Linked DNA regions of Mus musculus: region 1 is linked to region 2. A link is a contact called in public HiCAR-type data. All regions are on one chromosome and are shown on one strand. Each heading gives the region's core, a stretch centred on a gene start, on an enhancer-like site or on the middle of the called end of the contact. The rest is flanking DNA. Distances are from core to core; before and after follow the strand shown.

Region 1 (5,666 bases), core at 182-2,681, 1.3 Mb after region 2:
TTTCTGATGAATGTGGTACTTAAGAATCTGGTGTTTAGAGCTGTGTGCCCCCCTCCCCAATATTAAGTGTATGGTTAATTCTGAAATTGCATTGTATTTTACTGTCATTTTGTCTGCTGGGGTGTAATGGGCATGGTGGACAGGTCTTGAGAGGACAGTGTGGTTGTCTGAGAAGAATTTATCCATTCCCTTTCAGTTATTCTCTTTCACAGGGGACAGTTATAATTGTCTGCATATTGAAGATTCCGATTTACTGTTTATACAATAGTACTTCTTTATTCATATTTAGAGTCTCATTACTATATAAAGGGTGACTTAAATAAGTTAAAAATTAGGATAAAACTAGAGACATGGTTATAGGAGATGGCTCAGCAGCTTAGGAGAGCTTACTGCTCTTGCAGTTCCTGGCATCCACTTCAGGGAGCTCACTCACAACTGCCTTCATCTCCAGAGAGATCTGACACATCAGGCCTCTGTGTGCAGCTAGCATTTACATGAACCTACCCATGTGCAAAATGCATGCAGACAGGTAATCTAAAATAATAAGAATAAATCTAAAAATAAAAATGTATTTTGAAGTCATCCCTAGAATTTTAAGTATTTTCTAGTTTGTTAATTTGAATGTAGAACTAGGCTGTGGATTTGGCTATAGTTTAGGTTGTCTGTACTTTTAACATAGGGTAAAGCCAAGTAAATGGAGTTGCAGAATTTGTATCAGTAAATCATAAATTAGCCAAAACAGTTTAAACCAGGTACCCACAATCACCAGTAGTGACTTGATGCTTGCACATGAGGAAATTGAAATGATAAATCAGCCACATAATTTTGACAGGAATTGTGGCACTGACATTTGTAATTCAATATGTCTTTGTTTTGGTAGGAAGAAAGAACATACTTTACTAATGTTAGTTGGTGTTAGTAAATATGTTGAATTATTTGACCATCATAATAATGGTACATGAGGATGTGCGTTTTATTCAGTGAATATGTCTAACAGCAAGTTTGCTTGCAAAAATTTATATTTATTCATTAATAAAACTTGGAAACATAATTGTATATTAGAGTGAAGATAGCTTTTATTTAATGAGTTATAATTTATGGTTGTAATGATTTATAATTAGAAAATATTAAATTTTATATATACATATATATTAGACTGTGACCAAGTAAGCTAAGGATTTAAAAAATTTAGTGGGGGGGGTTAAATTGTTTCATGTGGCAGGGGTTGAGTTTCGGTAGAAGTTGCTTTTGTTTTTTTTCTGGGAATTGAATTCTTTTAGTGGCTAGCTAGCTAGATGGCTTCTAGAACCAGCCAGTGCCTGCTGGAGAACTAATGGAAGGGCTTTCTCTCCAGCCATGAAGAAAGGACTGCTTTATTTATGTAAATTGTTCTTACTGGCGCCAGCTAGCTGGAACTGCAGTCTGCCTGTGCAGTGGCAGCAGATAACACGTGTCCTGGACTTCCTCTTTGGAATGTGTGGGCTGACAGTGAAGGGTTGAAGCCTTAGTGTCCCAGTAATGAGACTCCAGCACTGGCAGTGCCGTGGATGACGAGAGCAACTGTGTGTTTTAAGCTTTAAGTTCGGCTCTTAGAGACTGACACCATTAGTAATAGGTGGGAGGCACTTAACTTCGAACAGTTGCTGCAGACCCCATAGTTGCCTGGATAGAGAGTGGCACAGAGAATCCAGATTCTAGGCATCTTCACTGCAAACGGTCCTTTTGAAGATAAGAGCTCTTGTGCCCCGTGAGCATCACTGATACATTGAATAACAGCTTTTTGGCTTCGTGGTTAATGGGATATTAATGGGATGTTTGCTACGCAAACTACTCAACAAATGTGAAACAACAAAGGGAATCACAACACTTAGCCAACTATTGTATTGTGTTCCTGAGTTTTTAAAAATGAATATGAATCAAATAAGAAACTTAAACTCAAGAAGTCTCATTAGATTTTAAAGTTTGCACTGCCTTAAGTGAAGTACAAAGCTGCCCCCAGGGAAGAGATTCAGGTCCCCTCTCTGGGACAGCTCCTCATCATAGGTGCTCCAGCTGTCTCTCTGCCTTTGGGTGTTTGTTTGTTTGTTTGTTTGTTTTTCCCCCAGCTATAGTAATGACAGGATTGGTAGATTATTAGTGTTAATATTCAGGAGATTTTGAGAGCCTTATTTGGATTTAGTCTTTTAAAGAGATGTCATTGTAAATTCACATTTGAAGTGAAATGAACTAATTAATAAATGAAGTGAGCTTCATGTGGATATTACTAATTTATATTACATATGAATCAGCCACTATAGCCTGTTACCATGTCCTCAGTTATATCAGCACCAACTGGTGTATGAGGAGAAATGGCATTCTTACCATAACTAACTCACTGCAAAGTTTTAGTGTGCATTTAACAGAGGTCAGCATTTAGATCAGACTGCTTATGCATTCACATTTGACTGACATGTTAAACAATAGATGTTTATACAGAGTTGATAGTATCGTTTTCACTCCACATAATAAATTAATTTCCAAATATTTAAATTTATCACAATTTTAATATGTATTAATTAAGAATTCCATTATATCTAATACTTTATTTCGTAAGTTGACCAATGGTACACAGGCATTGTTTTTCTTGTGTTATATACCTGAAATATTACATCCTGTGGAAATAAAAATATATGTATAATAGAGGTTTATATAATTACTACAAAGATAGAAAGATGTATGTTTGTGAAGAAATGCACATGTGTTTATTAATGTCATACAGAGATTAGGTATTTTAAATTGTTGTAATTGTATTTGTGGAATAGGTGTAAGTAGGAGGAGATGTGAAGTAGTGATGCCAACTTAGGGACACAGAGGAAAATGCTCCAGCAGGCCACCCTCTTTTGTGTCTTCCTCTATCTAGCAGGTAAACACTAGGCTTTTCCTACAGCCTTAAAGTGTAATTAGGTGGTGTTTCCAGTTCGCTAGCTTCTGAAAGGTAGCTGGTCACTATTACTTTATGGTTATGCATGTAAAGAGCTAGCTAGCTATGGTAGAGTATTGCCATGTTCCCCGAGTGTGGACTTAACTGTTGTCTTTTGACAGTTTTGCTCATTAATACTGTTTTAACGTATAAGTCTGTAAAGTACAGAAACGTATGTTTTTTGTTTGTTTGTTTTAATTCTGTTTCACTATGATTACAATAATAATACAAATCAGCTTTGAGTAATTTTGAGGTAGATGGGAAGAAGGTTATAATTTTGTTAATGTTGCTGGACAAAGATGTCTGAAACATTTGGGAAATGTTCCCATGTATTTTGAGCCATTATGTTTTAGGAAAATGTTGGACTGGCCAATGGAGTGGTATTTATGCATATGAAAAGGAGAGGGTTATTGAACTCAAACTAAGTAATTTATTGAATGCTGTTAAAAGTTGAGGGCCAAGCCATAGCAAATTAAGATGGGGATTCTGTGTATAGATGAACCTGAAAGGAAATATGCAAGGCAAAGGTGAAAGTGTCCAATCTTTGAGACGAGGGAATCTGGGAGTGGCTCCGACCTGTAATGTCAGCACACTAGAGGCTAAGGCAGGATCCCCACTAACTTCAGTCCAGCCCGGACTAGAGAATGAGTTAGTTCATGGCAGCCTGGGCCGTCGGTGAGACTCTGAAGGATAAACAGCCAAACTATGTAGGCAAAGTATGTAGTTCTGTTTCCTGTACAGCAATACGATCACTTAGAACCATAGAACCATAGACTCTTGGAAATGGCTTAGGCAGATTGGAGTAGTTGGAGCGCCTGTATGGGCGTTGTTGCTTAGGTTCCTCACAGACAGGGAATCCTCTGGTCCTGCAGCTGCCTTTTCATGGCCAACGGGGTTAGAAGCCGAGGCAGCTGCTCCGGTTTTAGTCTGTTACTGTCAGGCATGGGGCAGACAGATTGGTGCTTTATACAAAGTTAGCTGTCCTCATAGCTCTTCAATTCCATCTGTCCCATGTCTGTGTTCCTGAAGTCAGTAAGATACCGTGTGTTTCCTAGGCTAAATATTCTCCATTTGCCACAACTCTTCCTCTTACAACATGTTGTTCAGGGCGTTCTTCAGGGTGGGCATTCTCATGTTTAGGTTTTAGGTATTATAAGACTGTCTCTAATGTTTAGTCAACCTGCTACCCTGAAGCGCTAGGAACTTTATATTTCTTGACATTATCTTTCTGTTCTGTGGCTTAACTTTGTTTTGGTAGCCATTTTGTGCTGTTGAAGGTTTTAAGTTTGGTTGTACATTTATTTGTTGAGAGAGTGTATGTCATGATGCCTGTGTAGAGGTCAGAGGACAACTTTTAAAAGTCATATCCCACACCCCCCCCCCCACACACACCCCCCCCCCCCCCCCCCCGGTTTTGTGGATTAAACTCAGGTCATCAGATTATGAAAGCCTTTACCTGCTGAGACATCTTACCAGCCCAGATCTTGAGTTTATAGTAAATTAAAAGCCTTCAGTTCTTTCTGGTGCTCCATTGATGATCTATAATTTACCTGAATACTTGAGACAAGTAGATTTTCTTAAATGTGTGTCTTTCACATTTCTGTTAGTGTGTTCTGCTTTCTCTGCACGCTGCTTGCTCCATTTCCCTTTATCTTCTCATGGTTTGACAGCGGTTAGCCTGGAACTCAGATACCTGCCTGCCTCTTCTTCTGTGCTAGGATCCCTGCACCTCCACTGATGTGGGCTCTCAGTTCTCTTATGACTAGCTTTGCAGAATTACTTAGGATATATTGTTAGTGCTTTGCTGGTAGGTTTTGTTTTTTTACAAATTCCCTCTTTATTCTGAGTTTTGTTCTTTGTTTTAATAGATAATCTTCCTCTTATCCTGCCGGTATATATGGTTTTATTTGTGTGGTTTTTTTTTTTGTTGTTGTTGTTACTGAATTTATAAAATATTTATTACCACATGTGAGCTCACTATTGATATTTATTGGTATATTTATAAGAATTTTACACTTGACTATATATATGATTCTATATATTTCCCTATCATTCTGTGTTGTTAATAGATTTTTTTTTTATTTCATCTATAGATTTTAGGAAGAAATGTGTGCATTTTGGGCATAGAAATTTCTTTTCAGAAATTTCTTCACACCTTAAAAAATTATATCAGTTTACATGTTTAAAACTGTCTAATGTTCTTTAGTTTGGATGTTCCATTATTTTTGGAAAGTATTTCCTTAGTGATTTGTTGTTGTTGTTTGCTGTTTATAGTGTAGCTGTGTACGCTGTTCCGATCCTCTTTTAAACAGTCTGAAATAACCTGAGATGTAAAGGTCAGGCCCCTGGGTGGGGCTAACGCCTGCTGGCTCTCACCCGTGCTTCTGATTAATTATTCTGACACTGAGCGACATGACGTCTGTACACTAATGTTAGTGAGAAAACATTTATTGTTGACATTTTATTTTTCTGAATCGTTTGTGGCTATTTCTGTTTTTCCATGGTCCTCAGGGTTTGTGTTGAATTTCCATTCTGTGCCATTGGGTTTCTCTATGACCGTATAGAGCCTTCTTGATATTCTGCTTATGTCTACTCTCACTTCTTTCTAAAGTTGTCTCATTGTTTATTTCATTATGAACAATTCTACTGCACTCTAAATTTTAAACAAGAATTTACTTTTTCATAAGCTTTTTTATTTGATGAGAAA
Region 2 (5,243 bases), core at 2,615-5,114:
GCATATTTATCTCACAGGGTTATTTGGAGTGGTACAAGAGATGGTCGTCCTTTGGAATTTAATTAGCTTCTGACACATTAGCTACAGTTTTGGTCGTTAGTAGCGCATGGGGGTGGCATACGACCGAAGGGTCCATCCAGCAGATCCAGGGACAAAGCTCTGCTGGGGATGCGTTTCATAATCTAAAACCTGTTCACTGAGCTCAGGTTGGAAAGGTGTTTGGCTCCCAGGCCTGGCACGAGGTTAATAAGTAACAGAGGGACAATGTGGCATTTATAAAGCTGGTAGGGCAGCTTATCTCTCAGGTATATGTTTTCTTAGTTTTAAAGTTTGAAGGTCAAACACTGAAGGGACTGTTAAAGCACAATGTTATTGTTGTGGTTTGTTTTATGGCATGTGACTTAGAGAGTCTGTGCCCCTAGATAAACTAACCTAGATTGGGGGGTTATTTGTTTTAGTATAGGTACATATCCCATCGCACGTGTAGGTTACCGTATATGCTGTGGTGCCGGGTGTCACAGGGTAGCACACATTTCAGTGTATCTCCCTAAGGACATTTGGGCACAGCACAGCTGCTTCCCTTCATAGGCATGCTTCCTCCGCACCATGCAGGGACACTTGAGTCACTATCTCAGCCTCCTAGGAGACAAAGCAGGCTCCAGAAAGCTTTTATATCTATGTGTTATGAAACCAGTGTCTTCTCCTATATTCTTTGCAGACATAAAACAGTTAATTACATAAATGTGTGTGAGAGTGTGTATGTGAGCATGTGCTCGTGCATGTGCCCGTGTGTGCGCGAGCATCTGTATGGGCATGTTCATGTGTTTGCAAGGGGCCCCTGCTGGCTGGAGGCATAGCATCCCCTCTGGAGCTAGAGGTACAGGAGCTTGCTTCACGTCAGTGCGAAGGATTCAGTGCAGGTCCTCTGCAAGAACAGTGCATGCTCTCAGCTGTTAAGTCATCTCTCCAGTGCCTCCTTGCAGACATTTCATTGACTGAAAACTGGGGCCTGGGAAGATGGCTCAGTGGGTAAGAGCAGTCACTGTACACACCCGAGGAACTGAGCTTGAATTCCTCCTGGCACTCACATAAAAAGCTGGCCATGACCACACGTGTTCCTGGTAGCCCCGGTGCTGCAGTGGGTAGAAAAGGGAAGATTGCTGGTACTTGCTAGCTTCTAACCTAGTTTAGGTTCAGTGTGAGATCTTTCTCTAAGAATAGAAAGTGGAGAACAATACAACAGGATTCCTGGCATCCTCTTCTGGTATGTGTACACACATCAGCGTATATACATTATACATATACTATACACCTACCATTCTCAGAGACACACACATACACTATACATACATATACACCATCTATATACATACACATACATACACACTGCACATATGTATATACCATGTATATACATACCATACATACATATACACACACTGCACATATATATCATTATGTGTGTGTGTGTGTGTAACACACACCATACACACACATACGAACATACCATATACATGTGTACCACAATTACAACACACACACACTTGTATATACATCACACCTCGCATGTGCATACTACACACACACACACACACACACACACACACACACACACACACACACACCACCTGTGCTCACTGGAAGCAGCAGACTCAGAGTGAGTCTGGGTCCTAGACTGTGAAGCACAGGTTCATGTCTGACCTGAGTATGGCCTAAGGCCAGTCAGGGACTTGTTGTTCTGCCCATTTCTGTTATCTTTCTGTGGATAGAAAAAACCTTGGCCTAGTCAGAATTTGCAGTCTGTAGTAACTAAGATGTTTGTTTTCATACTCTCTGTGTTAGTGTAAATGCAAATATTTATGCTCCGAAGGTTGGTCTGGATCTATCCCAATCTTCTGGGATCTTTAAAGGCAGCAGACAATGGTGGCTCTAGGTTCTGGGGTGCTTACTTCATACTTCAGAGGCCCTGAACTTTATACTGTAAGTTCTTCCCCTGAGGACTTTGTAGTTCTATTACGCTCTTCCCACTATCCATGTAGCCCAGGCTGGTCTGGAACTCACCATACAGCAGAGATCGATTGTAAAGGCCTGGTTCCCTGCCTCCACCTCCTAAGTGTTGTGATCATAGGCATGTGTTACCACAAGTAGGGGAAATTAGCCTAGTAAAAGGTTATAAAATGTGTGTGTGTGTGTGTGTGTGTGTGTGTGTGTGTGTGCATGCACATGTGTGATGGTGGCAAGGGGCATGCATGTGTGGCACACATGTGGAAGGCAGAGGATAACTTGCAAGGTCCTGGGGATTGTCAAGATTGGCACCCACTGAGCCATCTCACTGTCTGTTTTCCAGGCTATCCTCAAACTCTTGAACCTACTGAATTAGGTGCTTCACTGTAGCAGCTGCTAGTTTGCCTTCTGTCATGCTTAGGACTTGATTCCCCCTAAGCCTAGAGGGCATGCTATTCCTTTGCTCTTCTTGAAGTCTTACGGTTTTATGAGAATGCTCAGTGATGGTTATTCTGCACCCGGTTCTCTTTGGGCCCTGGGCTCCATTTATGCTGCAGTGAGGTTTGCCTATCACAGGCGCTCTCTGTCTCCTTTTGCATCTCCTCTAAGTACCAGGCCCATCTTCTTTCCTCTTCAGCTATACATATCTCTGCATTGGTCAGTTTCTTGTTATTTTGTTCGGTTTGAGGTTTTTAAAATTTTAAAAATCACGTGCGTATGTGTGTGTGGGTTTATACATGTGAGTGCAGTGTCTGTAGAGGCCAGAAGAGGGCGTCAGGCCCTGGAGTTACAGGCAGTTGTCAACTGCCTAAAACACATGGCAACTGAGCTCCTGTTCCCTGGGGGAGGCATGTATGTGCTTAACTGTTGAGACATGTTTCCAGCCCTGGATTGAGTGTTTTCAGACAGGGTCTTTTTTTTTAAAGCCGGTTGGTCTGAAATTCACTAAACAGCCTAAACTGGCCTGGAATCCCAGGCAGCCCCCTACCCAACCCCCTGCCGCTGAGTTCTGGAGCAGAGGCGTGAGGGAGGAGGGAGGCGACTGCCTTGCTTCGAACTTACTTGCTCTTTAGCTATGTGGGCCAATTTTCCAAATGCTTCAGCCTCAGTTTCCTCCTCCGGAAAGTGGGAGGCATTTCTGTCTGAAAGCTGCTACATAGTTTCCTGAGGGGAGATATTCAAAGTGCCCAGAAGGAATGGCTAGCTTTGTTAGCCATTTAATTTAGGTAGGTTTGCAGTAGTCATTATCTATGTCAGCTTTCAGAAATATCTATTCTTTTTTGATGATTCTATGATTTTTTTTTTGTTGATGTTGTTGACTTTTTTTTTTTTTTTTTTTTTTTTTTGACACAGAGTCCTAACCATGTAGCCTTTAAATTTATGATTCTCCTGCCTCAGCCTACGGAGTATGGAGACTGGGGGTGCCAGACAGTAAGAATGTCTTTTCTAAATTTGCTTTGTTGTTTCCCCCCCTTACCCATTGTTTTCTTGACTCCTGATAGTTGACTTTTCATCTCCTGAGTTGTGGTTGCTTCTTAGAAGTAGCTCATCTTTTTTTTTTTTTAACCTCTCCTTATTTCAGAAAAGACGGTATTCAATTTTTTGGAATTTACTGGGAAATAAAGTGCTCAATATTTCTCTCACCTGACTGTGGGGTTGGTGTGCCCTCCTCCGGTAGCTGCGCTGAGGGTGGAACCCAGGACCTCAGGCCCGCTGGGCAAGGGCTGAGCTATGTCCCTACTTGCTCCTCCTCCACTGAAGTTTTCTTTTTCTCAGTTTGCTCACAGTATTGTGCTGTAGCCTCTCGGGTGTTTGTAGAACTCTTTGGTGTCTTATGGCGTGAATACTAATACTGGCTCCTTTCTCCAGGCTGCTCCTGTTTGGATGGGGTAGCTGTGTTACTTTGGGTTCCTGGCTGAGTAGGGAGCAGAGTTTGCCAAGGCAGGGAGCTGGGGCAGTTGGAAGCTAGGATTTAAGGAGGATTCGGAGCACAGATCCCCTTCCCAGCAATGCACTTCCTCTGCTGTCTGTGTCCAGGCAGAATGCGGGGCTTAGAGTTGTGCTGAGAGAGCATTTGTGTGCTGGTTTTAAATCTCCTACCTAAGAACTTCACACTTAGCCTTTGTTGCTTGAGTTGTGAAAGTAGGTCTGGGCTCTTTTTTGTTTCCTTTACTCTGTTTTTGTTTTGATTTTAAGACTAAGTGTCACTATGTAGACCTGGCTAGCCTTTTCTCAGAGAGAGTCACTGTCCCTGTCCCCACTGTCATTCCTCCTGAATACTGGGATTAAAGGTGTATACCACCTTGCCTGACATCCTTTATTTTTAAGACATTTTTCCCTGTAGAGCTTGGGCTGGCCTTTTATGTAGCTCAGGTTGGCCTGGAACTTGTGGCAATCCCCTTGACTCTGCTTCTCACACCCAGGCGTTTGTTTTGTTTTGTCTTTGAGACGGGATCTTATGTAGCCCTGGCTGGCCTGCGACTCATTTCCAGATGAGGGCTCTGGTCCTCCTGCTTCAACTTGAAGTGTGAGGACTGCGGGTGTGTACCAGTTTCCTAGCTTATGCTTCAGTTGCTACCAATTCTAGGCCAGCCAAGTTTTCCAGCCAAGGTTATGGTTGTTTTGCACAGCTTAGCGGTATTTTGTATGGAATCCTCTGAGTTATTGTCTGGTTTCTGGCTCCCAGCTGGTCTCTGCCACAGCAACCAGCCTCTTCAGGACTGCCATGCCTGTAGTTACGCTCTAACCACTGGGCAGCTTTAGTCTTGTAGAAATCATCTCCCGCACTTTTGTTTTTTTGTTTGTTTTTGTGACTCTGCTTTTTGTCACGTTTTGTGAGACAGGGCTCATAGGTGTTCCTGTGACCCTAGACTTTCTTTTTCTCAGGGATGAAATTATTGGTTGGTTTACACATTCATGAGACAAGGAAGGGTCTTATCAGTTAGAACAAGTGGGCTCTTCTCTCTGATGCCTGGGTGTGAGCCCTGGGCGTTGCTTCTCCCTAGGTCCTGAGGTCTTAGGCAAATTACCTCAGTGTTTCAATTCTTTTGTTGATAAAATAGGTATTAGACACGCCCCCCCCCCCCCCCCATGTAGGGTCATCATGAGGATTTGATGAATTAAGACACCCAGGAGGTTTGGGTCAGTGCTGAGGATGCTAGGCAGTTGAGACATTTTCAATTCTTACGCCAGTATCGTCGTTGTCATCATCATTATCAATTCTCCGCAGAATCGTGGAC

The links. HiCAR-type assays count read pairs that join an accessible place to other places.
Region 1: a contact with region 2 is called in a HiCAR-type map of astrocytes, with 3 times the contacts expected there. The contact joins two enhancer-like sites. A contact is called at or near these places in 3 of 39 promoter capture datasets (the 3T3-L1 cell line, hippocampal neurons and liver), 1 of 484 Hi-C or Micro-C datasets (B cells), 4 of 115 datasets of contacts at active chromatin or transcription factors (astrocytes, differentiating embryonic stem cells, embryonic stem cells and 1 more) and 1 of 9 other capture datasets (embryonic stem cells).

The regions. Positions count from the first base shown.
Region 1 is chr6:136,541,875-136,547,540 of GRCm38.p6, forward strand. The region is part of intron 1 of Atf7ip (activating transcription factor 7 interacting protein); the gene reads left to right. Among named protein-coding and RNA genes, the nearest start is that of Atf7ip, 26 kb to the left of the region's middle. Within about 2 kb of position 1,432, at least 216 of the 459 cell types and tissues checked have an H3K27ac peak or open chromatin away from gene starts, as enhancers often do. A contact at or near this core is called in astrocytes, where this site is marked.
Region 2 is chr6:135,200,092-135,205,334 of GRCm38.p6, forward strand. The region is part of intron 1 of Fam234b (family with sequence similarity 234, member B); the gene reads left to right. Among named protein-coding and RNA genes, the nearest start is that of Gm36533, 4.7 kb to the left of the region's middle. Within about 2 kb of position 3,865, at least 35 of the 459 cell types and tissues checked have an H3K27ac peak or open chromatin away from gene starts, as enhancers often do. A contact at or near this core is called in astrocytes, where this site is marked.